Linked DNA regions of Sus scrofa: regions 2, 3 and 4 are each linked to region 1. A link is a contact called in public HiChIP or PLAC-seq and promoter capture Hi-C data. All regions are on one chromosome and are shown on one strand. Each heading gives the region's core, a stretch centred on a gene start, on an enhancer-like site or on the middle of the called end of the contact. The rest is flanking DNA. Distances are from core to core; before and after follow the strand shown.

The links. Promoter capture Hi-C pulls out the DNA fragments that hold promoters and counts their contacts. HiChIP or PLAC-seq counts read pairs in DNA pulled down with a chosen protein or histone mark.
Region 2: a promoter capture Hi-C map of fetal skeletal muscle shows a contact between it and region 1, with 3 times the contacts expected there. The contact joins the promoter of GPATCH8 here to the promoter of UBTF in region 1. A contact is called at or near these places in 3 of 5 promoter capture datasets (fetal liver, fetal skeletal muscle and liver), 20 of 47 Hi-C or Micro-C datasets (alveolar macrophages, brain, embryonic fibroblasts and 12 more) and 2 of 2 datasets of contacts at active chromatin or transcription factors (alveolar macrophages and skeletal muscle).
Region 3: an H3K27ac HiChIP or PLAC-seq map of alveolar macrophages shows a contact between it and region 1. The contact joins the promoter of TMEM101 here to the promoter of UBTF in region 1. A contact is called at or near these places in 1 of 5 promoter capture datasets (liver), 1 of 47 Hi-C or Micro-C datasets (liver) and 1 of 2 datasets of contacts at active chromatin or transcription factors (alveolar macrophages).
Region 4: a contact with region 1 is called in an H3K27ac HiChIP or PLAC-seq map of alveolar macrophages. The contact joins the promoter of G6PC3 here to the promoter of UBTF in region 1. A contact is called at or near these places in 3 of 47 Hi-C or Micro-C datasets (retroperitoneal adipose tissue and skeletal muscle) and 1 of 2 datasets of contacts at active chromatin or transcription factors (alveolar macrophages).

The regions. Positions count from the first base shown.
Region 1 is chr12:18,985,577-18,992,322 of Sscrofa11.1, reverse strand. UBTF (nucleolar transcription factor 1) reads right to left here and starts at 2,474. Exons shown (of 20, transcript XM_021066877.1): 1 at 2,070-2,474.
Region 2 is chr12:18,772,346-18,779,091 of Sscrofa11.1, reverse strand. It overlaps GPATCH8 (G patch domain-containing protein 8), which reads right to left and starts at 2,588. Exons shown (of 8, transcript XM_021066861.1): 1 at 2,429-2,588. The coding sequence starts at 2,473.
Region 3 is chr12:19,161,294-19,168,039 of Sscrofa11.1, reverse strand. It overlaps TMEM101 (transmembrane protein 101), which reads right to left and starts at 2,407. Exons shown (of 4, transcript NM_001244685.1): 1 at 2,265-2,407; 2 at 1,763-1,943; 3 at 777-923; 4 at 1-54. The coding sequence starts at 2,401.
Region 4 is chr12:19,123,014-19,129,759 of Sscrofa11.1, reverse strand. G6PC3 (glucose-6-phosphatase 3) reads left to right here and starts at 3,469. Exons shown (of 7, transcript XM_003131354.4): 1 at 3,469-3,570; 2 at 3,739-3,990; 3 at 6,185-6,291; 4 at 6,695-6,746. The coding sequence starts at 3,773. It overlaps LSM12 (protein LSM12 homolog), which reads right to left and starts at 1,130. Exons shown (of 5, transcript XM_021066900.1): 1 at 919-1,130. The coding sequence starts at 1,042.

The DNA of each region.
Region 1 (6,746 bases), core at 1,225-3,724:
GGCGCAGCGCTCACCGGCCCCGCCGCCCCCTCCGGCGGCCGGCGAGAACTGCGCCTGCCGGCTCGGAGAAGCGCGGGCTCCTCCGCCTGCTGCCGGGACTCAGCTCGGGCCTCGCTTCCTGCCCTCCCCTCCCCCGGTTCTCGGCGTCCTCTCCAGTGCCCTGGCCCTCTCTCGCCCAGTCCCTTGCCCGGAGGTCGTCCCGGGTCCCCTCCGGGCGTCCACCGTACCCGCGGCTCGCTCCCCGCCGCCCGGCCCCGACCCCAGCGCGCGTCCTCAGCCGCCTCGGTTACCCGGCACAGCGCGGCCTCCAGGCTTCCCGCTCCGGCGGCTCCCTCCCCGGCTCTGAGCGGCGGCGCCCTCCCCCGCTCGGCCGGGCACAGCCGCAGCTCCCTCCCGCGGCGGCAGCGGCTCCTCCTCCGGGCGCGGCGGCAGCGCTGGGGCGGCGGCTGCTGCTGCTGTGGCGGCGGCGGCGGCTGTGGCTGCTGCCTGCTGCTCCTCGCGGCGAAAAGCACAAAGCACAGCGCCCTCCGCCTGCAGGCAGCCCGCCCGCCGCCCGCCCGCCGGCCCCGGCCTCAGCTCGCACACCCCCCGCCGCCGCCGCAGCCTCCGCCGCCGGAGCGGGGAGGAGGAGGGAGAAGGGAGGAGGAGGAGCGGGAGGGGGGGCGGGAGAAGCGGGGCAGCGAGCGCGTCCTTCCCCGTAGAGCGCACACCGACCCCCGGGGAGCGAGCGCCAGCCCGCCCGCCTCGCCGGCTCCGCTCCCTCCCACAGCCTGCCCGGGCGGGCTCCGCGGGGGGCAGCTGGGAGGAGGGGCGGGAGCTGGGGGACCCGGGCGGCCGAGGCGGAGGGAAGGAAGGAGGGGAGGGGGTGGTGGTGGTGGTAGTGGTAGTGGTGGTGGTGGCGGCGGCGGCGGCGGCTGCTGCCGCCGGAGAGGGGGGGGGCCGGGGCAGGGAGACACGCAGCCGCCCGGATGGCGGCGGGGCTCGGAGCCGAGGCAGGCGGGCGGGCGGGCGCCGAGAGCGACCTCGCCAGACCCGCGGGGGAACTGGCAGGCTCGGCCGGCGCGGGAGGGAGGGCTCGAGGCGCGGCCGCAGAGAGGGTGCCCGGAGGGCCCCCCGGCGGCCAGGGAGGCTCGGGGGGTGCCTGCAGCCTTGCTCCGGAGCTCTCTCTTAAGTCTTCCCAGCTCAGATTCAGGTTTCCACGCCGGCCCTCACCCGCTCCCCTCGCCTGCCTCCCGGAGCGGGCGGTCCGCGCCCACCCTTATCCCCGGAGCGTAGCCACCGGCTTGGGGCGCACGCCCGCCGATCGCGGCGCCAGGCTTCGGAGCCTGCCTCGCGGTCGCCTCGCTGCCAAGCAGCACACACACGAACTTTTAAAAAATTATTCCTACAAAATATCCTCCTTGCAAATTAAAAAAAAAAAATCCTGTGCTTACACTCCGCAAACGGCGAGGGGGCAACGGGCTCCGGCGGAGGAGCCTTTCTGGGAGCTGGTTCAATCCAGCCCGGCATGGCTCCCCAGGCCTGCCCGGGCGCATGGAGATCGTCGCTGCCGCCGCTCGCAGCAACCCCTCTCCCCCGAAATCCGCGGCGCTGGGGCTCACTTACCGAGCGTGTGAATGGGAGTGCGGGCCAGGGGCGCCTTAGGGGTGCTGCGGGCCGAAGAGCCGAGCCGCAGCTCCGCCGCAGCCGACGCCGGGGCAGCGAGTCGCCAGACAAAGCCCGAGATGGCGAAGCGGAGCGACGGCTAATGGCGAGCCCCACGCGCCGCGCTCCGCCCGCCCCGCTCCGCCCGCCCGCCCGCCCGCCTCGGCGCAGCGCAGCGCCGCTCCGAGCGCTCGCCCGTCAGAGCCGCCTCGGCGCCGCCGCCTCCCGGGCCACTCCGGCCTCGCCTGGCCCCTCCGCCTCCTCCGAGCGGCTCAGCCTCACCCCTTCCCTCCCACCGCTCTGGGGGTTGCATGAAAATAAAAAAAAAAAGAAAAGGAAAAAATGCTTTTCTTTTTTTTTTTTCCTTTGGCAGGGCGGGCTTGTTGAGACTTTCGGGTCTTTTTTTGCCCCCAGCTCGCACTCACCTGCGGAGCCGCCGGGAGGGCTAGGGGTGGGGGCGCGCGGGGCTGTAGCCGGCGAGCGCGGGTTGAAAGCTAGCCAAGCTCTGCAGCGCCCGACCCGGGCGTATACGCCGCCGCCAGTCCCCGCAGAGAAATCGTCCTCCTACCCCCGCCTCCATCGCTCTGCGTTTCTCTTCCAATCAGCCGATCGCTTGGCGGCTCCTCCATTCTCCGGCCAAGCCCGCTGCCTAGAGCGAGCTCCACTCCTCCATCTGCTTGCCCGGATCCTCGCTCCCCTGCCGGGGCCGGCGAGGCGACGTGGGGCCGGAGGGGGATTTGCGAGGGAACCTGCCGGCTTCCCGCTCCCATTGCTCCCTCCCTGCTGCCTCCTGCCTCCTGCTTCTCTCCTGCGTCTTTCCAACTCTCCCCTGTCGCCACTGGTGTGTGTCTGAGTGTGTGCGCGGGTTTTTTTTTTTTTTTTTTTTTTTTTTTTTTTTTTATTGCTCTTTGCTTTTGCAACCCTAGAGCCAGAGCGGAGTGGGTGGGGGGTGGGGAGCAAGGGGGAGTGTTACAAAAAAACAAAAAAGAAAGAAAAAGATAAAAGCAAGCAAATAGCTCTTAGGCTTGCAACACATTGAAAAACCCGGGGAGCACCCCGCCTAGTCCGATCTCGGGGCTCCGCCAGGGCCTTCCGGGTTTTGGAGCGAGCCCCTCGTTGTTCTCAGTGCCCCTCACCTCCTACGGGTTTAGGATCCGAGGAAGTCCAAGCAAAAAGTTCTCCCCCTGGGCCGTAGCAAGGGGGTGTCAGGGTGGGAGGTGGGGGTATTTCTCAAGAAGCAGCAACCGTCCCTCCCACCCCGGCTTCAGTGGCTGGGCCGGCGTCTGGATAAAGAGCAAAAACCCCGTTGGGTTTAGGCAAAGGGGTATCCGGGGTGAACTTGGAGCTTGAGACCTCGCTTCGTGCATCTCCCCTTCGGTCTCTGCCGCCTGTCCCCTGCCAGCTCCCCCTTTAATTTTTTTTTTTTTTTTTCCCTTTCCTTTAATCTAATTTCTTCCAACTCCACCTTTGTTGTTAACCGGCGTCACGCCCGGACCAGCCAATCCCCGCCACGCAATCGGCTTGTCAAAAAGGCTCGGCCAGCCCTGGGAAAGCAGGCTGCGGGCGCTGCCCCCCACCCTCCACTACCCCCACCCCCGGCAGCGGCGGCGGGGAGCCAAGAGGGGAGCCTGGCACCCGGGCCTCGCCGCGCAAGCCGCAGCGGGGCAGCCTCCTCGTAGGCCTCTGTTCTCCTACCACCCTGCGGGCCGGGGATCGAAAGGCCTGGGCGGGACCACCATCCACCCTCCCAACTGCCGTCGTCTGTGGTTGTCTTCCTCTGCCTGTCCTCCTCCGCGGAGGGTTTATCTGGACGCAGGAAGCCAGATGACAGTCTGAAGAACGCCCGCTTCCGACAGGCGAGCCTACAGTTTGGGCCATCGCTCCGGGGGCAGCGCCATTGCTCCCGGCTCCTGGGATGCCAGCCTACCACGCCAGCACTGCTGCGGCCACATCTCGGCCAGCTGGGTCACTGGCCCCTTTGGACTCTCCCCTGGCAAACAGCCTTCTCCATCTTCACAGGCGGGCTTCGCTGCTGCTGCTGCGGTTCCTCATGTCTCCCGGGAGAAATGAGATTCCTTTTCCAGGGCTTCCAGAGCCCACATCTGCCACGTTTCATAAACAGGGAGGAAAATCCTGTCAAGATCTGGTGTGTCAGGATTTTCTAGTGGGTAGAGCACGTAGGAGGGGCCGATTTGCCTTGATGCTAATGAAGTTTAAGCTTCAGGGCCCCTTATCACAGGGGCTGTCTTAGGCCCTTAATTTTGATCCATCATTTGGTATTTTTGTTAAAGAGGCCTGGCAGCACCCCCCCACCCCCACAATTATGCAAGTTTCAGCTCCACAAGCCCAGCTCTGCCCTTGGCACCTACAGAGGGCATTTTGTGTATGATCAAGCCAACTCATACTGTACTTAGAACTGGCAGGGACTGACTTTCTTCTTCTGACTGGGAAACAGCAAAGGGTTTGGAGTCAAAAGTTCCAGCATCTGAGCCTCTCGGCTTCCTCGCCTTCTTAATGGTTTGAGTTTGATGGGATCTCCTAACTTCATCTGAGCCCAGTTTCCTTGACTATAAGATTAAACTAGCAATCTTATGTTCTCTGCTCTCCTCGCCAGGGGTTGGAGAGTCTAGTGAAATGATGTACGTAAAGCTGTTAAACTACTCCGCAATGTCACTTGTGACGATTACAGTGGGAGAAACTTAGAAACAAAGTTCCAAGTCTTTCATACACAGATCTGGAGTCCAGGTGTCCTGGCTCCCCGCCTAAACTTCTTGGCTGGGCCAAGGGGCCTTTCGGTAAAGTACTTTGGAATAAAACAGGATGAACATGAATCATAAGAATGATTATTATTGATTTTTCATTCCTTGGGCAGCAAAAGTCATGGCTGGAACTCGTCCCACTTGGAAACTGATTGGCTTGTTTTACATCTATTGTGTCTTTGGTGAGGTCAGGAGTCTAGGAGTTGGGCTGTGGGCCAGGGCCTGAGGGAACCTACCCTTGGCCTTTTTTCTTTGGCCCCTCTTCCCATTCATTCCCCCCTCTCTCCCAGTTTTCTGCCCTGCGCCTTGATGCAGAGCTTCGGCATTTCACAACCCCTGCCCAGGCTGGTGACAGGGCACAATCCTAGCTACACATTCTCCACGTAGCCCCAGATTTTCCCTGGGTTGCCAGTATCCCAGCACTAGCTCATATAAAACCCCTACTGTGCCTGGAATGCCTAAACCAAAGTGTGGCACTTAAATTTCTATTCTATGTGGTAGAATACCAATGAACATGTTGTTTTCAAAGTTATGTATTATAACGTGTATTTGGAAAAAAAAATTTTTTTTTTCTTTTTTGGCCACACCTGCAGCATGCAAAAGTTCCCAAGCCTGGGATCACACCTGAGTCACAGCAGCAACCTGAGTGGCAGCAGTAACAATGCTGGATCTTTGACCCTCTGAGCCACCAGAGAACTCTGGAAATGTTATTTTTAAAATTTAAAATGGTGACATAAAGCTTCTTCTTCTTTCTGGAGGTATTGTCCCATGTTTATTTGTTTGTTTTGTTTATTCTGGCCCACCTGTGGCTTGTGAAAGTTCCTGTCCAGGGATCAAACCCACCCTCCAGTTGCAGCCTGAGCCATAGCTGCAGCAATGCCAGATCCTTAACCCCCTGTGCCACAAGGGAACTTCAAATTTTTCTTTTTTTTTTTGTCTTTTTGCCATTTCTTGGGCCGCTCCTGCGGCCTGTGGAGGTTCCCAGGCTAGGGGTCGAATCGGAACTGTAGCAACCAAGCCTACGCCAGAGCCACAGCAATGTGGGATCCGAGCCGCATCTGCAATCTACACCACAGGTCATGGCAACGCCGGATCGTTAACCCACTGAGCAAGGGCAGGGACTGAACCTGCAACCTCATGGTTCCTAGTCGGATTTGTTAACCACTGCGCCACAACGGGAACTCCCCAATTTTTCTTTTTTATTGAGGTATGACTTACAGACAATAAAATGTACACAACCTAAGAGTATAGCTTGATGGATTTTTACATATGTATACATAGTATATGTGTACATTTATATATAATGTAACCACCACCCAAAGCAAGATACCGAATATTTCCAGCATTTAGCCAGCTCCTTCAAATGTCAGCAGTATTCTGAGCTATTGCCATAGTTTAGCCTGTTTTCGGACTTCATTTACGTGGACTCATTCAGTATGTTTTTGTTTGTTTGTTTGTTTTGCTTTTTAGGCCGGACTCGGCGCATGGAGGTTCCCAGGCCAGGGGTCGAATTGGAGTTACAGCTGCCAGCCTACACCACAGCCACAGCAATGTCAGATCTGAGCTGTGTCTGCGACCCACGCCATGGCAATGCCGGATCTCCAACCCACGGAGCGAGGCCAGGGATGGAACCTGAAATCCCATGGTTCCTGGTTGGATTCGTCTATGCTGCGCCATGACGGAAGCTCCAGTATGTATTCTTTAACATTTGACCTCTTTCACCCAACTTTATCTCTGATAGTAATCTATGATATTGCGCGTATAGTGGTTTATTCCTTTTCGTTGCTAAGTAGTATTTCATGGTATAACTATACCATAATTCATCCTTTTCACTTTTTTTTTTTTTTTTGTCTTTTCAGGGCCACACCTGTGGCATATGGAGGTTCCCAGGCTTGGGCTCCAATCAGAGCTGTAGCTGCCAGCCTACACCACAGCCACGGCAACGCCAAATCCGAGCCGAGTCTGTGCCCTACACCACAGCTCATGGCAACGCAGGATCCTTAACCCACTGAGCAAGGCCAGGGATCGAACCCGCAACCTCATGGTTCCTAGTTGGATTCGTTTCCGCTGCGCCACGACAGGAACTCCTATCCTTTATACTTCTAATGGGCATATGTGTTGTTTCCAGTTTTTTACCATTATGGATAAAACTGCTTCTGACATTCTTGCGCATATCTTTTGGTGGATATAAGAATTCATTCCTCCTGAGTGTATTTCCAGGAGTGGAATTCCTGTATCATAAGATATAAACATATTGGACATTATTAGATACTGTCACTTAGTGTTGTCAGTGTTTTTGAAATTTTGTCGTTCTATTAGGTGTGTAGTGATATATCATTGTTG
Region 2 (6,746 bases), core at 1,339-3,838, 210 kb after region 1:
TTAAAACCTTAAAAGGAGGCCACAGTTAATTCTGAATAGCCTGACCTTGAACAATGTTTCAAATACTCTATATACAGAAGCATCTTTTCTCTCCAATTTTTTTTTTTTTTTTGTCTTTTTGCCATTTTCTTGGGCCGCTCTCGCATATGGAGGGTCCCAGGCTAGGGGTCGAATCGGAGCTGTAGCCACCGGCCTACGCCAGAGCCTCAGCAACGCGGGATCCGAGCCGCGTCTGCAACCTACACCACAGCTCACGGCAACCGGATCGTTAACCCACTGAGCAAGGGAAGGGATCGAACCCGAAACCTCATGGTTCCTAGTCGGGTTCATTAACCACTGCGCCACGACGGGAACTCCTCTCCAATAATTTTAAATCAAGTAACATCACTAATGAAAATCAATCTACATTTTCCCCTACATTAAAACATCCATGAAAAAATAGTACTTTTAAGTATTTTTAAGTAAGTGATTTTCAGAAATGTTAGCACAATTAATAGAAAGTTCTAACATTCTGTAATTATCTAAAAGGTTTTTATTACCAACACCGTATTTACCCACAATACTAGGATGTCTGAATTTAAAAAAACCAACATTTACCTGGCTGACACAATATAGTAGGAATTGGGTATTCCAACTTAAAAGCAATAAATAAAATACATGTAGTATCTTCAAAGAATTACCAAGCAACCAAAAGCAGGTCTCCACTAAAGCAACAGAAAAGAGAATCATTTTACTTGGAAAAAAAAAAAAAATAGAGGTTTTCTCGATTTTTTCAGGTGACCACATTCATACTCTGCTCTCCAGTTTTCAAAAACTGTCAAGGCCCTGCAAATCCTGTTTAAGACTGCTGAAATCCTGTGGCTGACAAACACAAAACTTAATTGTCCATATTATCTATTTTCAATTTTACTAAGTGACCTTCAAATTACCTCCTCTTAAAAGTATTTGAGGGTTTTAGTTGTCACCCGTCTCTTTAAAAACTACCAATAAACCCCACACATCCTGCAGCTTACTCATGTTTTATGGTGCTCCCTAAAAACAAAACCAAACCCACCACCTTTTCCAGAGATCATGTCCCAGGGAAACGGCTAATATGAACTACTTCAAACTTCCCTGGACTTGCATAATATCTTCAAACACCTTGAGATCTTGTGTAGTGCTGCAGCTATACAGCAGGCGCCTGATCACAAGGCTTTTCGACAGCCCCCAGATCCCTTACTGCTGCTGCAAAACTTCTCATTTAGCGTTCTATGCATTAGACTGTTAACAGTGTTGGCTGAACTGCTTTACCTGTTTATTTACCAACCCAATCTTCCCGGGGAATTCAAACCATTTCAAACTGCCTTTTGAAACCAAACTAGAATATCCCCGTGTTGCTGAGAAAGATCTGCAGCGGGATAAAAACTTGAGTTCGGTTGTTCATCCCCAGACCCAAACTGCTGTTGCTGGGATATGCGGTAGTAATGCAGTGGTTTCTTTGAGACTCTGAGGATGTCTTTTACCCTAGAAAGAGCCCATCTCTACCAAATGCCCTTTAGTCGCAGAGATTTCTGCGGTAACAATGCTCAACAGGAAGGTATTCGAAACAGCCGAAAGACGTGTTGTTCTCATTTGGCCTTTATTTTTTCCTCCATAACGCCTGCCATGGCAAGGACATTTTTCCAGACAACATTTGCAACTTTGGAAAGAAAAATCAAGCCTTTGATACTAGTCATCATCTGCTTGTAAAGTCCGTTATCATGACGCTTCTTACAAATCGCTCAAGGTAGGATTTGGGGCTAAGCTTACATCGACCATCTTCCAAGCTGTTTTGCAAGGCCAATTAACGGCCTAATGACAACAACAACATTTCGCCCAGGAAAATCTCATTGTGTGACTAACCAAGAAGGCATCTGATAAATAAAGCCCCTTTTTTCCGGGCAAGGAAATGATAAAATAGACAATGAAAGGGATTTATTTGTTACAGTGAGGAAAGAGGGAGAAGAACCCCAAGAAGAGCCGTACGAGCAAAATCCAGGGGTTCGGGAGCCCTGGTTTCAGCAACACTCGCCCCAAGCCCTCTGACCCCCACCCCACCCCCCCTTTGCCTCTGGGAGCCAACCTAGCGCCCGCACACGCCCGGCACACCCGAGGGCAGCACAGCCCCCCACTCAGCCGCCAGGCTGGGGCTCCCAAAGCCGCAGCCGGAACAGACCGAGGCCGCAAACCCTGCCGCCTGAATTAAGAGGTAAGAATACGAGCTGAGAGGAGATGCGGCCTCGCCTCAAGCTTAGGAGGCCCCTGGAGGAATCGGACGCGGGAGAAAAGGGAGCCGGTTCGGAAGCCGGAGCAGAACGGGGGGGTGGGGGTGGAGAGCTGGGAGCAGGGGATGAGGAGGTTCTGGCGCGGCCAGCGCCTTCCCCGGATCCTCGGCGACGCCCGTGTTTACCTGAAAGTCTCGGTCCTCGTTGAAGCGGGAGAAGCGGTCCGCCATTTTGCCGCCTTCACTCCTCTCAGGACGACGCTCTACGGTTCGCTCCGTCCCTCCCGCGACACCCGCCCCCTCGCTCCCCTCCCCTGTTCCCCGCCTCCTCCCACGCCCACCCGCGCGCGCAGGCGAGGGAGGGAGGGAGCGAGATTGCGCGTCCCGACCCGAGCCCCGCTGGCGCAGGCGCCCTTCTGCCCCAGGGGCGGAACCTCCCCTCACGTCCCCGCTCCGCGCGCGACCCAGAGCGACCCCCGGCGGCCGCGCGTGCGCACTCGCAGCGGAGGCCTGCATGCGCTTCCGGAGAGAAAGGTCAAGAGGGGGCGCCGCTCGCTTGGGTGCGGATGTTTTCCACCTGCTCGTTTCTCCCAGTAGGGAGATGTCTTCTTGCCCTCTTGCTTGCCTAGGAACGCAGAAGCCCATCCTCTGCTTTCTTCACCAAATAAGAGCATAATGTAGTGGCTGAAAGCGCGGATTTTGGACCCAGACTATTAGGTTCGAATCCCGGTTCACTCTGAGGATTGAGTGGCGAACGAGACAGGAAAGATCTCTTCTCTCATAGTGCTTACAGGGAAAACCAGATAAATAATAAAATAATTACATAATTTTAAAAATTAACGAGTGCTACCAAAAAACCAAAAAGGCAACAAGAGCAAAAAACCAGACTGGTCATGAGAAGAACGCCCTCTGAAAAGACCTTTGACCAAGGAACAGAAAGGGGCCCGGCAGCCTTGGAGCACTCAAAGGGCCAATGACTACTAATAACGTGACATTTTCTAACGATCATTAGAGAGAAGTATTTCCCAAGAGACCAAAGTCTATTCAAATCAACTACAGCCCTCTGGGCTTCAGCTTCCATTTAAAAAAAAAAAAAAGGAAATTGAATTCAGTAATCTCTACTGCCCCTGCCTAGCACTGACTTTGTATGAGTTATGAATCAGATTTTTCCATCTTTTGACCTTCCTGAGCACCCCACCCAGCCCTCCAGCTCCCTTAGCCAAAATACATAAAACCATAAGAAAGACAGCTGGACTTGCCTGCTTTTCCAAAGAGTAGCTGATGGAAATCCCACGGTGGAAAAATGACTCTTTCTCTACCTGAGAATCAAAATGAAGGTAATTTTTTGGAAAGAATGTGTGTATCTTCTATTCTTTTGTCACACTTTGCCTCACCCAACTCCTAGTCCAAGAATATAGTTCTAAGCAGTGAAAAGAGCTGCCTCTTTGTATAAGGAGAGGCAGAACACTCAGAATTTAAACATTGTGAAATGACTTGTGCATAAATGTGGCAACCTGAATCCCATGGATACACAAAACACATTTACCTCTTCTCCTCTTAACCCCACTAAAATGACATTTAAAGGATAAAGTCATAGGGAGTTCCCATTGTGGTTCAGTGGGTTAAGAACCCAGCTAGTATCCATGAGGATGTGAGTTCGATCCCTGGCCTTGCTCAATGGGTTAAGGATCCAGCGTTGCTGTGAGCTATGGTGTAGGTTGCAGACCTGGCTCTGATCCCAAGTTGCTGTGGCTTTGGTGTAGGCTAGCAGCTGCAGTGCCAATTCGACCCCTAGCCTGGGAACTTCCATATGCCACAAGTGCAGCAATGAAGAGAAAAGAAAAAAAAAAAAAAAAAAGGACTAGTTACGAGGCAGTTCAAGGGGCTGTTAGACTCTAGTCCCACCCAGGTAGCAAACTGGGAGGGTTCTCCTCTGAAAAGGCTGAACCACAGAGGCATCAACATATGTGTCACAGCTAAGGAGGGAGCCATCATGCTGAAAATGGGAAGATTTGGTAAAAGGCAACCTTCTTGTCAGAGAGCAGGTCTTCTCCTGGCAAGAGACTATAGGATCCCTCTCTGAGAAACTGAATGGCTTAGTGAGAAAAAACATACACATACCAAAACTAGGAGTGAGGAGTGGGGTCTCCTCAAGATAAGATCTTGTTCCTGCCCATGTATCCCATAGAGAAGTCCATCATTCAGGTAGCCCCATCCCATCCACAGAGCTCTCCCACTCAGCTCTTGAATATGCATGGATAGCCAGTGACTACCAGACATTGAAGGAGAGACAGAAATAACTCCCATCAAGAACCAAAATGAAACAACAGGAAAAGGGTTTCCGAAGAGTCAGAGGTAATGGAGGTAGCAAAAAAAAAAAAAATTATAATCATTATCCATGGAGACATAAGATCACATCAGAGAACAAGGAACGACATCAGGGAGCATAGGATGCCGAATAGAGAATATTTGGAGATTGAGAAATAACTTTTAAAATTAAAAAATTTTAAGCAGAAGTTAAAAATTCAATAGAAGAGTTAGAAAATAAAGTTGTGGGAAGTTCCCAGAAAATGGGATAAAAATACACCTGGCCCAAGCCACCCTAACTTTCTCCTTTATTATTGCAATACCTACTAAGTGATCTGCTGCTACCTTGACCCCCTACACGCTTGAAGGTAGTGATCCTGTTAAAAAGTCAATCACAAATCATTAATCAACTATGAAGGAGAAAAATGTCTTTTTTGACCTGCAAGCTATTAAAAAAATTATTTCCCATATACTCTTGTGTTGGAAGCCGCTAAATTATATTCCACAGCAAAACAAAGGAGTAAAGTGAGAAAGAAGGAGAGCTGAGATCCAGAAAGCAGAGATGGAACCTGAGAAAGAAGCAAAGAGAATTCCCAGTGTGACCGGTGTAGAGACATTCCAAGATGACAGCTGTGCAGCAGGCCTAAAAACATCCCATCCAGATGAGAACAGGAGGACATAAGCGGACAGAGGCCCTCAGGAAGGTTATTGGTGAAAAGAAATCTAATGGAATATCTAATAGGTTTTAAGAGAGATTTACACTTCTCCAAAGTGTTTAATGGGGGAAGTCAATGAGTGATAAGAATGTAGAAAATTGGAGTTCCCATTGTGGTCAAGCAGAAACGAATCTGACTAGGAACCTTGAGGTTGCAGGTTTGATCCCTGGCCTCCATCAGCAGGTTAAGGATCCTGCGTTGCTGTGAGCTGTGCTGTAGGTCGAAGATGTGGCTGGGATCCTGCATTGCTGTGGCTGTGGTGTAGGCTGGCAGGTGTAGTTCCAATTTGACTCCTAGCCTGGGAACCTCCCTATGCAACGGGTGGGGCCCTAAAAAAGAAAAAAAAAAAGATATTTAAATCTTCCCGTTAACCTAAAACAATAAAACAGCCAATTTTTTTTTTTTTTAACTGACAAATGGATTTACAGCAAACCCCATGCAAGTCCCATAAAGCAAAGGAGAGGAAGGTTTTTTTGGTAGAGGAGAAGGGCAAGTTGGGAAGGGTTGTTATAAACAAGAAGTTCACGGGAGGAAACTGGGAGTTCAAAGTACAGTGGCTTTTCACTGGCTGAATTGTGACCTTCTCTCATTGGCTAGGCTGTTGCCAGGCAAGGAGAAAATCTTTCTCCCCGGGCTGGTAGCAAAGCAGTGTCACTTCCTGCCAGAGATGCGCAGTACATCTCTTCCAGTTGGAATCTTTGTTCACATGGAGTGGTATGTGAGTGAAAACCCCCCTTCTGTCCTCTGGAAACCATTTTAGTGAGCCTTTTATTAATTTTCACACATTTAATCTCAAAGTCATCTAAATAGCTGATAGCATAATTATCCTCATTGGGCAGATGACAAGACAAGACTCAGAAAGATCAAATCAGAGAGTTCCCTTCGTGGCTCAGGGGTAACAAACTCAACTAGGATCCATGAGGACGAAGGTTCAATCCCTGTCCTTGCTCAGCAGGTTAAGGATCCCATGTTGCCATGAGCTGTGGTATAGGTCACAGACACATCTCAGATCTGGTGTTGCTGTGGCTGTGGTGTAGGCCAGCAGCCGTAGCTCTGATTTGACCCCTAGCCTGGGAACTTCCATATGCCACCGGTGGGGCCCTAAAAAAAAAAAATATATATATATATATATATATATATATATATAAAAATAAAGATCAAACCATTTGTTCTTGGTCACACAGCTAATAAAATTCAGACACAGTCTGTTCATCCCTGTTCACCCAGAGGAAAGACAGGAACTTAAGTGTGAGACCTGGGATAAAACTAAGGCAATGAGAGAAAAAGAAACCTAAGGTATTCACAATGACCAAAGGCATTCAAACAATTCGAGGGAAAAAAAAAGAAAACACTGCTGGTGATAGTACTCCCCTATGGTAGGTGGCCAAAGCTAGACCAGCTTCCTGGAGTGCTTTAGCATATTTATTCCTTTATTCATCAAATATTTATCCTGTGCCTCGTCTGAAGCAGCCCTGCTCTAG
Region 3 (6,746 bases), core at 1,158-3,657, 180 kb before region 1:
GAGATGGTTCAGATACGCCAGCCGGTCCTCCTTGCTGTGCTGCAGGGAGTAGGCCTAGAGACACAGCGCCCTCTGAGGCTCTCCAACAGGCCAAGCAGCTTGTCCGGGGAAGGCCTCCCCGAGACACAAGCCAGCACCTACAGGGTGAGCTTCTAACTCCCTCCTCTGCCCAGGGGGCTTTCTGTGTCTCTCCCTCAGGCTAGGGAACACCATGAGGCTGGGGCCTCTGTGTCTCCCCACCCTGCGGGCTCGGAAAGGAAGAGGTTCCACAGTCAGACCAGGACTCTCACCTCTGAACACAGAACCCTGCACATGGGAGATGGTGCCCAGGAACTAAGATGAAGCCAAGTGACCCAGGGCCTGTCCACGTCCCCATCCACCCCGGCCTCCCCTAGCACCCAGGATATAACCGGTTCTGCCAGGCAGCCCCATCAGCTCCAAACCTCCCCTCTGTCCCCTCTCCCAATCCTCTGGGGGCTGAAACCGTGAGAGGAGCAGGCCATCTTGCTATCCTGGCTCTCAGGCTTAGGACTGAATGGTCGATCCACCCTCTCCTCTCCCGGGTGGCCATCATGTTGGAAGAAGGGACTCTGAGCCAGCCCTCAGTCTCTTGAAGGTCCCCCAAGGCTCAGAAGCTGGTCAGGGCAACTGCCAGGAGCCAGGTCATCAGGAACTGCATGCGAGGCCTCATCCTGCCCACCTCCCTGCATTCTGCCAGGCTCAGGCTCACAGCTCACTCCGTCAAGCATCTCCAGTCAACCGTTCCCCCAACCTACCACGCAGATGAGGTAGATGCCCAGGAAGACCTGGCCGGTGGACTGAAGGGAACGGCTGCGGGGTTTCCGACGGTACAGCTCCCCGGCGCCGCTGGCCAGCACAAGAAAGCCGCCGATGATGGCAACTGTGCGCGAGTACATGCGGACCTAGGCCGAGGCGAGGGGACCCCAGTCAGGAACTGAAGCCACCACAGGTCTGCTGGCTGCCCGCAGCGCAGAACTGCCTGCCCATCTCGAAGCATCCCACTCCACGTGATGAACCCTCTTAGCATTTCCAAGTGTGGTGGGCAGGTAGAGCAGAGATAGATAACTCTTTTTATCAGAAGTGAAAAGTGAGGCCCTGAAGGGTTAATAAAGTCGTCCAAGGTCCTACACAAAGTAAGCGGCAGAACCCAGATGCCAAGCATTGCCCCCCCTCCCCACCCCAGTTCTGCTCCCTTGAATCCCAGTGTTCTTTCTGGTGTACAGTATAGTCTGTTCCACAAAGTAACCACTGATCTCACTGTCCTGCAGCTATTCACACATCTGCCTCCCCTACTGGACTGACAGTCCATTCCTTGAGGGTAGTGCCTTAGTCCAGGCTTTTCTCCAAGCATGTAGTGCCTAGCACAGGTTCTGGCATTTACAGGCTTAAATGCTGCCCTAGGATTAATTAAATTTCATAAAATCAGATGGTCAGATCAGATATTTCAAAGGTCCTTTTTGTCCTATGAGTCTGAGATAACAGACTACATCCTAAACCAAGGATTTAAATGTAAATGTAATGCCAACTGTGGTGTAACTTTGGGAAAGTCTGTTTCCCACCTCTGGACCTCAGTTTCCACACTTTGAAAGGCAGGCTTGTGTGGTCTCTAAATCCTTCTGTTCTGCGATCTGTGATAATCTCTACAAGCCTGGGGTTCCGCCTTCTCAGGCTTCACCCAACTGTGCCGGGCACTGGCTCCTCGTCATCCCAGCGAGGTCCCATCTAGGGCCGAGGTGCTCACCTTCAGCCAGTCCCCGTAGTGGACGTAGCCCCCGATGTAGGCGGCGTAGGTGCTAACGGCCAGCTGGAGTGCGGCTCCCAGCGCGAACCAGCGCCGCTTCACTCCAAAGGACATGAAGCTAGCGCACAGCACGGCCGCCCCCATGTCGAAGTACAGGTAGGGCACTGGGATGTCGGGCTTCCTGTGAGCCGGGAGGTGGGAAGGAACAAGGACAGAATGAAGCAAAGAATGAAGCGGGAAGAGCCTCGGGACACCCTGAGCTCCCGCAAGCTCCACTGCTTCCCCAAACCAGAGCCCCCCTCATGGCTAGGACCCCGCACTACCCTCGCTACCCACCTTGCTCCAGACCAGAGTCCCTAACAAGTTTGAGGCCCCAAATCCCCCCCAGTACAAGCGTCCCAACTTTCTGGGCCCCGACTTCTTCCCCACCTCACCGCACCCCCGTTCCTGAGACGGGCCGGACAGCCCCCACCACGTTCAGCGACCGCGCGGAGCCGCTCACCGGCGCGCCTCGGCCCTCTCAGCGTACAGCATGAGCTGGCTGAAGCAGCCCCAGAAGGGGCAGCGTGTGAGCAACACGGAACCCAGCTGCATGATCAGCTGCAGCATCCACCGTCGCGAACCCATCTTCGACGCCATCTTGAAGAAGGGCAGTCCGCCGCGGCCTCACCCCGGCCAGGGAGGTGGGTGAGGGCAATGCAACGCGCAACTTCCGGGCCTCGCGAGGGTTTTTTTTCCCCTTCCGTCGGGAAACAAAGCTCTCTTTCTCTAGTTCTGGACCGAGGGAAGTGTTCTAGCTGCGGGGTTCAGCCTTAACTTCTGCCCACTGAGGCTTAAGGGCCCCTTCGTGTAGCTGTAAAATTGAAAATTAGAGTAGAAAAAGGAACAGTAAACGAACTAACTTTTGAATGCATCTAAACCTGGGCTCCAACCCTATCGCCTTACACTTCACAAGATATATCTGGGAAAGGGGGACAGTGCTGGTCCTAGCACATGGCGGGTTCAATAGTGTACACACACACACACAACCCCCACACCAGAGGAAACCCTCTGCTTCTGCTTAAGTTCAAAGTAGGAGGGTCTTCTAAGAGCCACTCCTGAGAAGTCTGGCCCTGGTCTGCACTTCTGCTGTCCCCTGAGAGAAGAGAGCGCGCTGATGTGGACATGAGACATCTCAATCAGTGTGTTTTTCTCCAGCTCGGTGCTCCCACTCTAGCCCAAACCACCACCTTTTGTCAGTTTAACTGCAGTAGGCTTCCACCGGTCTTCCCCACTTCTTTGTTTTCAGCTCCTCGGTGTTTTGCTTTTTCTTTTTTCCTCTTTCTAGGGCCACACCCAGCAGCATACGGAATTTCCTGGGCCAGGGGTGCTGCGCCCGCTTTTGCAGAAACACCAGGTCCTTAACCTACTAGGCCACAGGGGGAACGCCTCGGCTCGCCCATTTTATGTTCTCATAACCATCAGGCACCCTTCCTTTGATTCACTTGATATATTGGCAATTATATACTTGTGATTTTTTTGTTTGTTAATGACTAGATTAACACTAGATTGTGAGCTCCATGAGGGCAAGGATAACATCTCCTTTTTTTACTATTATATCCTCAGGGCCTAGGAAGATGCATTCATGAATTGTGTGCTGCATAGATAAATAAACACAAGGTGTTACCACTACGTTTTGTCTCAGTAATTATGTGTTGAATAAATAAGCAAAAGTTCTGGGCACTCTGGGATTGCCACCACAACGCTACCCCTACCTATCTTCCTCCACCCCCACCCTGCAACATATAAATTCATCTTCTAATACTGAAGTTAAGACTACAAGTACTTCCATTAGGCCTTTTAATTTGGGAAATCTGTTTCCATTTCCCTGGGGGTAGTGAAGGGAAGAGGGCTGGTGTCCAAATAACATTTCTGACAATGTGAATTTAAAATTCACCATCATGGGAGTTCCTGCTGTGGCACGGTGGGTTAAACTCAGGCATTGCCACAGCTGTGATGCAGGTCACAGCTTCGGCTTGGATTTGATCCCTGGCCCAAAGAACTTCCAAGGGTGCAGCCAAAAAAGAAAAAAAAAAAAAAATATATATATATATATATAATTTATATGTAACATATAAACTATTATATCATGAAACTATATTTATATTTGCTTGTGTTCTAATTATATGATCATATTATGATTTTATTGTATGTTATATTTATATTTATATTAATATAACATAAAATAAAGTTTCCAATCAGCCAGTGAAAGCTAGACAACAAAACACCTTTTCACATCTAGTTTTCTTACAGTCACTAGAATACGGGATTCCCTTGTGGCTCAGCAGGTTAAAGACCCAGTGTTGTCCTGCTGCAGTGACACAAGTTCGATCCCTGACTCAGAAACTTCCATTTGCCACAGGTACTACCGAAACAAAACAAAACAAACTCACTAGGATGCCTGGGTATATCAGAAAGAATGCTGAGAAAGAGATCTACCCATGCAGAAAGCTAGGGAATGAGAGTGTGTGATCGCTGGGATTGGGGTCGGGATAGGAGTGGGAAATCTCCAGGCACTGAGAATGAAAAGACTGGGTTAAAAGTCGTTTTGCCTACTTCCTCCCTCCACCCCCCCCCCCAGGGACAACCACATAAGACAAGTTTTTTCACCAAAATACAGGCACATAGTGCAGAATCAACTTTCCAGTTGGTTTTCTTTTTCTAATCTCCTCACCCATCCCCAATTCAAATGCAACAAGATACACAGCCCTCAAGAAGGAGCTAAGGTGCTGAGACCTGGGATAGTTTATGTCCACAAAATAGTTCCAGGAACAATACCCTTACCTCACCCCAGCCCCATCATAATTTTTCTGATCAAGTCCCCAGCAGCAGAGGCCAGGGACATATGAGAGGAGGGGGAAGGAGATTCAGATCAATGAAATCTTCCTTGTACCCATCCCACCCCAGCTCCCTCCAGTCTTCAGCCTCTGCCTCTTAGTGCTCTCTTCCCCACAGCAGTGTTGAAGACTAGGGGCCAGATCCCTCTTCTAGGGCCGGGAGAGATGACGGCATTGTGCTAGGTCAGAGGGATATAGGTGAGGGAGGGGTGGTGGGTCCTAAGCCCCAAGATGAACACAATCATCTCTCTCTCTCCTCCTGTCATTCCTCCCACCTGGTCTGGCAGACAACTGAGCCCCAAAGACACCGAAGGACCATCCCTCTTCCAGCTGCCTCTCTAGAGGGCTCCCCTGCTCCCCAGTTCCTCTGGGGCCCTGCTTGTACTTGCACTCAGCCATGTCCACGGCCACAGCCAGTGACCGGCATGATGCCTATGATACCCAGCAGAGTAGTAGCTGTCTTGACCAGGCTCAGCCAGGGCTCCACACTGCTCGGCACCACACCGCCAGCCGCCTGGGGCCAGTACCAGTCAAGTTGCCCGGGTTGGCCACACAAAAGTGCCACAGGTGGCCCAGCTTCCTGAAGGCCGGTGCTTCACAGTCATATACCCAGGGATTACTGGCCAGCAGCAGCTGCATGCCTGCTGTCCAGATGGTCACGACATCTTGAACTTGAGGTGCTACAGCCAGCTGCCTCTGATAGAGGAGGCCCTGCACTTGCAGGGCTGCAAAGCCCTTGGCCTGCAGCTTGCTGCTGATGATGTTCCCAGCCAGAGAGCACCTCCAGGTTGGCCTGGTGGCCAGGACTGCACCCCTGACTCACTGCAGCTGGTTCCCAGCCAGTTCTGCCAGCATAGGTGGAAGAGGCCCCAGACCCCAGCAGTGCCCAGCTCTGTCTGGTTATGTCACTCGGGTCCAGCTGCCTCAGGTTCCCGAGTCCCCACAGGCTGCAGGGATCCTGGATGGCAAGCAGGTTGTGAGAGATCCAGGCAGAGCAAAGGGTGACAGGAAAGTCTAGGCATAGGAAGGCAAGCTGGTGTGGCTGAGGTCCAGCTGCTCCGGAAACGCAGGCCCCCCAGGGCTCCACCAGCCAGATCCCATGGGACACTGTGAGAAAGCAGCGGCACCTGCAGTCCCCACAGGCCCTGGTAGGAACCACCTGTCACGTGGTTGAGACAACTGTGGCTCAGCTCCAAGCGCCAAACTGTCAGGGAGCCTAGGAGGGGGCTGAGCACGTGGAGGACCCCACAGTTTACACAGTGCCCAAGACTTGGCAGGTACATAGTGCTGGGCACACTGCCTCCAGACCCCCGAGCAAGGCTAAGGCCACCATTGTGGCCATGGTCACTGTGAGGAAGGAGTGGCCACATCTGCCCCATCCTCGCCCCATGGGCTGGAGTGAGGATGGCACCCGGGCAGTCACAGATGCCGAGTGAGACCTCGTGTCTCGCTCCTCCACCCAGAAGCCTGGGGATGCTAGGGGAGAAAAATAAAAGCAAACATTATTCAGGGGTCTCACCATCTGCTGGGTCCCCCAACATGGTATCAAGCTCACCTTCCCTCCATCACCCAAGATTTTACCTGCTACCTGGGCTTCTGGCAAAAGCCATTTCAGCCTTCAACCCCAGCATCCTGATCCCCGACCCCAGCCACCCCTCGTTCCATTATTCCTACTAGGAGGAAAGGCGATCAGGGAAGATGGCCTTTTTAACCCTCTAGACTTTTCACTTCCGTGCCACACCCCACCTCTCTTATCTCCCACAGGGCCCAGGAGAAAGCTGGCCTTCTCCTGCAAGGAGAGCTTCAACTAGATCCTGGCCTAAGGCCACGGAGGTCAGGGCGGTGAAACCCCTATGCATTCACCTATATTCCTGGCACTGCCTGCCGAGTGCAGTCATAGCCCAGGATGGCAGAGGAATCTCAGCTGTCTTGTTGGCCTCCTGTCCGGGTCCCACCCCCAAAAGCAGCAGCAATCAGCTCTGAGGGTGGAGAGGAGGGACAGGGTGAAGAAATCTCCAAGGCCTTTTGCCTTACATCCAGGGGAGCAGGCCCCTGCCCTACTTCTCTAAGAGCAGGTGTTCCCCCGCCACCTCTTTCTCCCTTCTGGA
Region 4 (6,746 bases), core at 2,220-4,719, 140 kb before region 1:
ACAACCAGGAAGTATTTTGTTTCCAAGAATGACTTTCCTGGAGTAATTCAGAAATCATTTCCACCCCGAAGAGGCTACTTTTTCCATTCTAACACTGCCACTTTCCAAAGGGAAGGCTACTACTATGGAAAATCAGGATTCCATGCGCTGGGCTGAGCAAGAGAATATAACTTACTCTTTCACCTGTAACCCATACATCGATACATAAGCCCCCGAAAAACGTGGTCCTCTCTCTGCACCAGGTTTCCAACACAAACATCCCCAAAATAGCAATTTCCATATGACTGAGAAGCCCAAAATTCAGCACTCCCCGCCCCCACTGGCACCACAAGCACACACACAAGCACCAGGAAAACAAGCCCCATCCCCAGTTCAGATACAAACTCCTATCCTGCACTTACTCTCCCCCCAAAAAGGAGAGACCCATTTGGTCACTACCCCACCGCCCTTTCTTGGACGAAATCCCATCAGCAGACAAACCACCTAAACTCCATACCCTTGTCCCACTAGCAGTTCCTTACTCTGCACACCCCGTCCCCACAGGATTTTACCCTCCCCGCCTCCATCCGGGCTCCATTCCCCAGCCCCCTCCCACGACCACCCCTCTTCTAATCACTGTGTCCTCTCTCCTAGCGTTCGTCCCGAAAAGCCACCCGCGTGTCAAGCCCCCTCCACCCACCCACCCTCGTACGGGGCCCAGCTCCCACAACGCGTGGGGGACAGGGTCCCCACCGCGGACCGAGGGACCCGCGAGAGGGGGAGGGGAGCTCAGGGCCGCGCGCATGCGCTCCGAGCGCCGCGGTAGCCGGTCGCCCCTAGGCCCGGAGAGGCCCCAGCCACCGCTGTCGTCCCCCGCCCCCCCACCACCACCGCACATACACGCCGGCCCGGCCTTGGGCTCCGCGCAGGGAAGGATACTTAAAGCCAGCATTTTGGACTGGTAGTCGAAGGCTACCACCTCGCCCTGCAGCCGCTGCTCCTGGCACGTCCGGCACGACACCTGGCTCCCAACGCTGAAGTACTCGCCCGGAGGAGCCGCCATCTTGGGAGAGCAGCCGCGGCCGGCGGCAGCGGCGGCAGCAGCGGGCGAAAGCCGGGCCCCCAGTGAGCGCCGCGCCGCGACGCACGAGGCGTGCTGACGTCACACGCCAGGGCGTGGCCTGGGTTGGGTGGGGCGGGATCCTAGGTGGAAGAGGGTAGACGAGGAAATAAAGAGGAATCTAAATAATTATGTTTGTGCAGCTGCGCCCACTTGGTGAAGTGTTTGCAGGGTCCATTTTAGAAGTTAAAGATAAATGACCTATGTAGAATAAAAAAAGGAAGGAGGAGGGAACTGCAATCTTCATTACGTTCACGCCTAGACGCAAGAGTTTAATGAATGAACTCTGTATTTTACATATGAGGAATCGAAGTCCCAGAAAACTCATCAAAACTTGCTCAAAACGATTATACCTAGTTATAAAGTGGTAGTGGAAAGGACTTTGGCTGTCGAATTGGCTAAACTGGAATCAGTATTCCACTGAGTTATATGACCTTGAGCAAATTATTAAACCTGATCCTGTTTCTTTACTCCGTATGTATTGTCGCTATTGAGCACCCAACAACCCTTCGATGTAGAAGTCAATATTCTCATTTTATAGATGAAGAAACTAAGTCTTAGGCTAAACTTTTTCCAAGGTCGCACAACTAGCAAAGATTCCATCTACCTGTTTCCAAAGAGAGTGCTATTTACTGCTATGCTATATTAGACAATACCTCATAGAGACTTTGGGAGGAGTGGAAGATAAAAAAAATAACGAGTACAAATGCATGGCATGTAGTAGGTCCTTAGTAAATGGTAGTATCTCTGCCATCACCCCTCACCCTTGGAACTCAAAATTCTTCCCCATCTCCGGTCTTGTCCCCTCCTCCAGAAAACCAAGCAAAGAGTGAGGAGCAGTGGTAGGGACAACTGTAGCCATGGAGCAGGAGTTTGGGGCTCCCTATTAATGACTATCTAAGATCAAAAACAATTTTCCTAACGTGTAAGTACCATGCAGATGCATTTTCAAGCCCTACTATTGCAAATTACCATCCCTAACCCATCTACCCCTCCACTATAGAAATTCTGGAGCCTCACGTCTAAATAACAACAGGCAGAGGGAGGGACACAAAGGGCCAGACCTGACACTTCTTAACCTGAACAAAGTTCAAAAATTTTTCCTTGCCTTGCAAGAGCCATCAACTTCCTAATGTTGGGTCAATATTAGTATAATCATTTTAATAGAAATAAACATTCAAATCCCTCATCCTTGCGTTTTTCAGAGAATCTTCATGTCTCCCCCATAAGTCATAAATAACTGCCACTCCACTTTTTATGCAATGTTGTCATTGTTGATTTTCATAAATGGTTGCCAGGCACTGTTAGAAAAAGATTCCTGGAAGAAGTAAAAAATCTGAGACCTGAAGGATAAGCGGCGAAAGAGCGTGGCCATGTTCCAGGCAGAGGGAACTGCAGATGCCAGGACCCCTGAGAGAAGAGAGCTTGGTGATATCAGGCAGCTCAGAAATATCAGGAAACAGTGTGAGACTGGGCTGGTAAAATTTGTGTGGCTAGAGCCCAAGCAAACTTTCAAAGACTTAGGAAATTGAATTTTTTTTTCCTTTGGGGCAATTGAAAAACATTTAGCAAAGGAGTGAAATGAGATTTTTTTTATCTAGCTTCCCTTCCCCACACCGTTTTAATTAGTGAAATTAATCTTTCCAAGAAAAACCCGGATTTACATTTTCATCTTCACCCTTAAAAAACAAAACAAAACACTCTCCAAGAACAAAGTTGCTTGAGGTAGGAAGGAACCACTTCAGCAGTCTCCTCCCACCTCACCTCTGCCTTTAGGCAAGACCTCGCCTGGAATAGCTGAGATTTCTATTTTCTGTGTGTGCTCCTTCAGAGGATTATTCCAATTTTTGTCGTGGGTGTGTGCCCCTCCTCTTCCCTTACCAAGCTAGCTACTATCTCATGGTTTATCTGCCCAGCGGGGTTTTGGAAAGCAAAATGACAAAAGGAGAGGAGCAAGGCAAGCTTAGAACTGGGAGGAAGTGTGACTTAGACTGCTATGTGTAAGCCTTTAGGGACAACTTCTCAAGATCAAGAGGCTTATCTGTCAGCCTCTAAATCAACAGCGTTTGAATTCAAGCAGTGGAGGCTTGAACCGATTAGCCAGCAGTGTGTGCCAACTCAGCCTCCCACTTCAGCGCCCACCGGAGATGCCTAGCTCGATCTCCAGAAGATCTCCAAATATCTTTGGAGGGTAGCGGTAGCGGAGGAGAAAGGTTTGGTCTGGAAGGATCCTGGCCCTAAAAATTACATATCCATCCTCACAGCAGCAAAGGAAGGACCCTGGGCGCGTCACCGACCCTCAGGTTAGTCTGTCCCTTGACCCGGAACAGCAGCGGCAGTGGCCTCTTACGCTGATGCCCACGTGCCGGCAACAGCAGCCACGTGGGGATCTGCGGAAACGCCTTCGCAAAGATTTGTCCCCTGCGCTGCCCAGTAGAAAGGAAGGCCCGGGAAGAGCGCAGAAGGAAACGGTACCGGCAGGAGGCCGGGCTGGGGCAAGCCGGGGCTGCCGGGGGCGGGGCAGGGGCGGGGTTTCGCTGGCAGCTGCCGGGGGCGTGGCCTCGACTCCGAAGGGTGGGCTTTGGAGCGCAGTGAGTAGCAGTTTCCTTGTCTCCTGGACTCCTCCGCTTCCGCCCTAGATCAAACCCTGGCCGGGCCGGCCACTGGGTGGTCATGGAGTCCACACTGGGCGCGGGCATCGCGATGGCCGAGGCGCTGCAGAACCAGCTGCCCTGGTTGGAGAACGTGTGGCTCTGGGTCACCTTTCTGGGCGACCCCAAAAGCCTCTTTCTGTTCTACTTCCCTGCGGCCTACTACGCCTCTCGCCGGGTGGGCATCGCGGTACTCTGGATCAGCCTCATCACCGAGTGGCTCAACCTCGTCTTCAAGTGGTGAGACAGCGAAGCCCTCCGGCGTCCTGGTCCCCCACCCCCAAGGGCCTTAAGTCCTGTGCAGTTCCTGATCTCTCTCTCAGCAGGTGCCTCAAAGGCCTGGCACCCTCCCAACAGTGAACCCATGACCCCGTAAAGATCTGCCCACCCCCTAGCCCGTGGCCACTGACTTTTCCCCTTGGAGCATCTTTGTGCGTCTTGGACTCAGACCTCAGAATCCCCCTCCTAATCATTAGACTAGGGTTTAACGGGCCTGATCAGAGAAATCACCGAGGGGGTCGTGTTTAAAATGCAAATACCCCATTCCACCTCTGATGGACTGATTTTGAAACTCTAGGGGAGGGGCTGGGAATCTGTATTTTAACAAGCATCTATGATGACTTGAGTAGCAGGAAGTCCTGCTTCTCAACTCACTGTTTATCACAACTTATTTATTCATTCGTGTATTTGACCGAGTTTTTCAAGAAGTTTTTCAGTTTTTAAGAAGCATCGTTCATGCTAGGCTTTCGCACTAGCTGCTAAGGACGGGGAAGACTTGCAAATTAAGGTGTGGTCCCCGGACAATGGCCAGCAGCACTTAAAGCATTTAAAAACTTGCTCAAAATGAAGAATCTCAGGCCTCAGACCAGGGCTACTGAATCAGAATCTGTGTTTTTAACAAAGACCCCGGTGATTCACGTGCACAGTAAATTGTCAAAAGGACTGGGCTAAAGCATTGCCTTTCAGGGACCACTTTCTCCTCTTCCTTTTCCCCTTCATTCACGAGTGGGCTCTTCATACAGACTTAGAAGCCAGGAATCCCAGGCAAGTGGGTGGAGCCCTTCCGGGCTATCTCTCTGTGCCACCTTTTCTCTCTCAGGTGCAGAAGGGAGCTGTACCTCTTCTGAGCGTGCAGCAGCTGGACCTCCCCTCACCTTAGCCTCTTGCCAGATTGCCAGCCTGGGGGAGGGAAGGGAGGTTCATAGGAGACACTTGAATGGGCTGGAATGACTTGCTGAAAAAACTACCTTCCCTTCCACTCTCCTCTGCAAGGGCTTCATGCCTAGTGCAAACGGAAAAGCGGTTGTCTAATCATTTCCTTCCTACCCAATTGCCTTTGCTTTGTGCTCTCCTTCCTCCAAGTCTGCATAAGCCTCCCTCTCTCCTCCTGTTCCCCTAAGACCACCTGCCTTGGGTAGACACTCTTAATGGCCCCCCACATGACAAAGCCTCTATTCATTTCCTAAGGACTTGTGTGGAGCATCTGGTGTGTGAACCAGGCTCAGTTTTTTTGGGGGGGGGGGGTTGGGAGGTGAGTCCTTTCTATCTTCCTCCCCGGCGTCTTTTCTGATCTCCCACCTTTTTTCTCTTTTCTGGCCACAGCAGCCTCTGCAGTGTGTTTCCTGGGGTCAAGCAAAGCAGCTTTAAAGCCAGGGAGGGGATTTTGAACTTTGTTGGCAACAACTTTGTTGTCTTTCTCATTTTCTCTCTCGACTTCTCTGTCCATTCCACGACTCCCATTTTCAAATCTGAGCGGCTTACCTAAGTAATTCAGGCTGGGATTTGGGAAATGGAGAGAGAGGAAGCAGGAGGGTCTGGGAGGCAGGGTGAGAGTTACGGCCCGGGCTCCGTATAGGTGACAAGAGCAGAGCTGGCCCTGCAGCGGGAGGCGTAAGAATGGGACTTCTGAGCATCTTAGAGCTCACATCACACAGTCTCCTTCCTTATCATTTTTTTAAAAATAGCATGCTTTCGGAGTTCCCGTCGAGGTGCAGTGGTTAACGAATCCGACTAGGAACCATGAGGTTTCGGGTTTGATCCCTGCCCTTGCTCAGTGGGTTAAAGGATCCGGCGTTGCCGTGAGCTGTGCTGTGGGTTGCAGACATGGCTCAGATCCCGTGTTGCTGTGGCTCTGGCGTAGGCTGGTGGCTACAGCTCCAATTAGACCCCTAGCCTGGGAACCTCCATATGCCGCAAGAAGCAGCCCTAGAAAAGGCAAAAAGACAAAAAAAAAAAAAAAGCATGCTTTCTCCTATTCCAAAATAAAACAACAACAAAACAAAACCCTGATAAGGCAATGGCACTGAATTGAACTCCCTTGCTGACTCTACCCTGTAAGCCGTCCAGGCTACTCCAGGTGTCTTTTCTGCCGCACCTGCCCTGCTCCCCTGGCCGTGGGCGCATGTGAGGTCATCTTGCTTGTCTTCTCTTCTAGGTTTCTGTTTGGAGACAGGCCCTTTTGGTGGGTCCACGAGTCTGGGTACTACAGCCAGGCGCCGGCCCAGGTGCACCAGTTCCCCTCTTCTTGTGAAACTGGTCCAGGTGAGAAGCCTCAGCCCTCCCTCTGCCAGAGTGGTTAGGGGGTCGGTGAGTGTTGTGCAGTACTTAACAGCCAGGGTGGCCTAACCAGAGGCCCGGCCTCTCGTTTCCTGGGCCAGGGAACCAAGAAACCCAGCGAAGACCCAGCTGAATTTTAGGGGAAGAGCACCTCTGCCAGTGTGCCTCATGCCTACCTTGTACTGACTAGAGCCAAGAGCCAAGGTCAAGGCAGAAGCCTGAGAGCAGTGGCCTCAGGCAGGGGCTAAGACAACTTCAGGGCAGAGGGAGCTGTGGGCCAGCGCTAGAGGAAGGCCCTCCACGGGGAGGCCGCTGCGTTGATCTATCACCAGGGGCACCAGGGTTCCAACCCCATCCTTTCACCACACGCTTCTGAATCTCCTGGCAGGCAGCCCTTCTGGACACTGTATGATCACAGGAGCAGCCCTCTGGCCCATAAT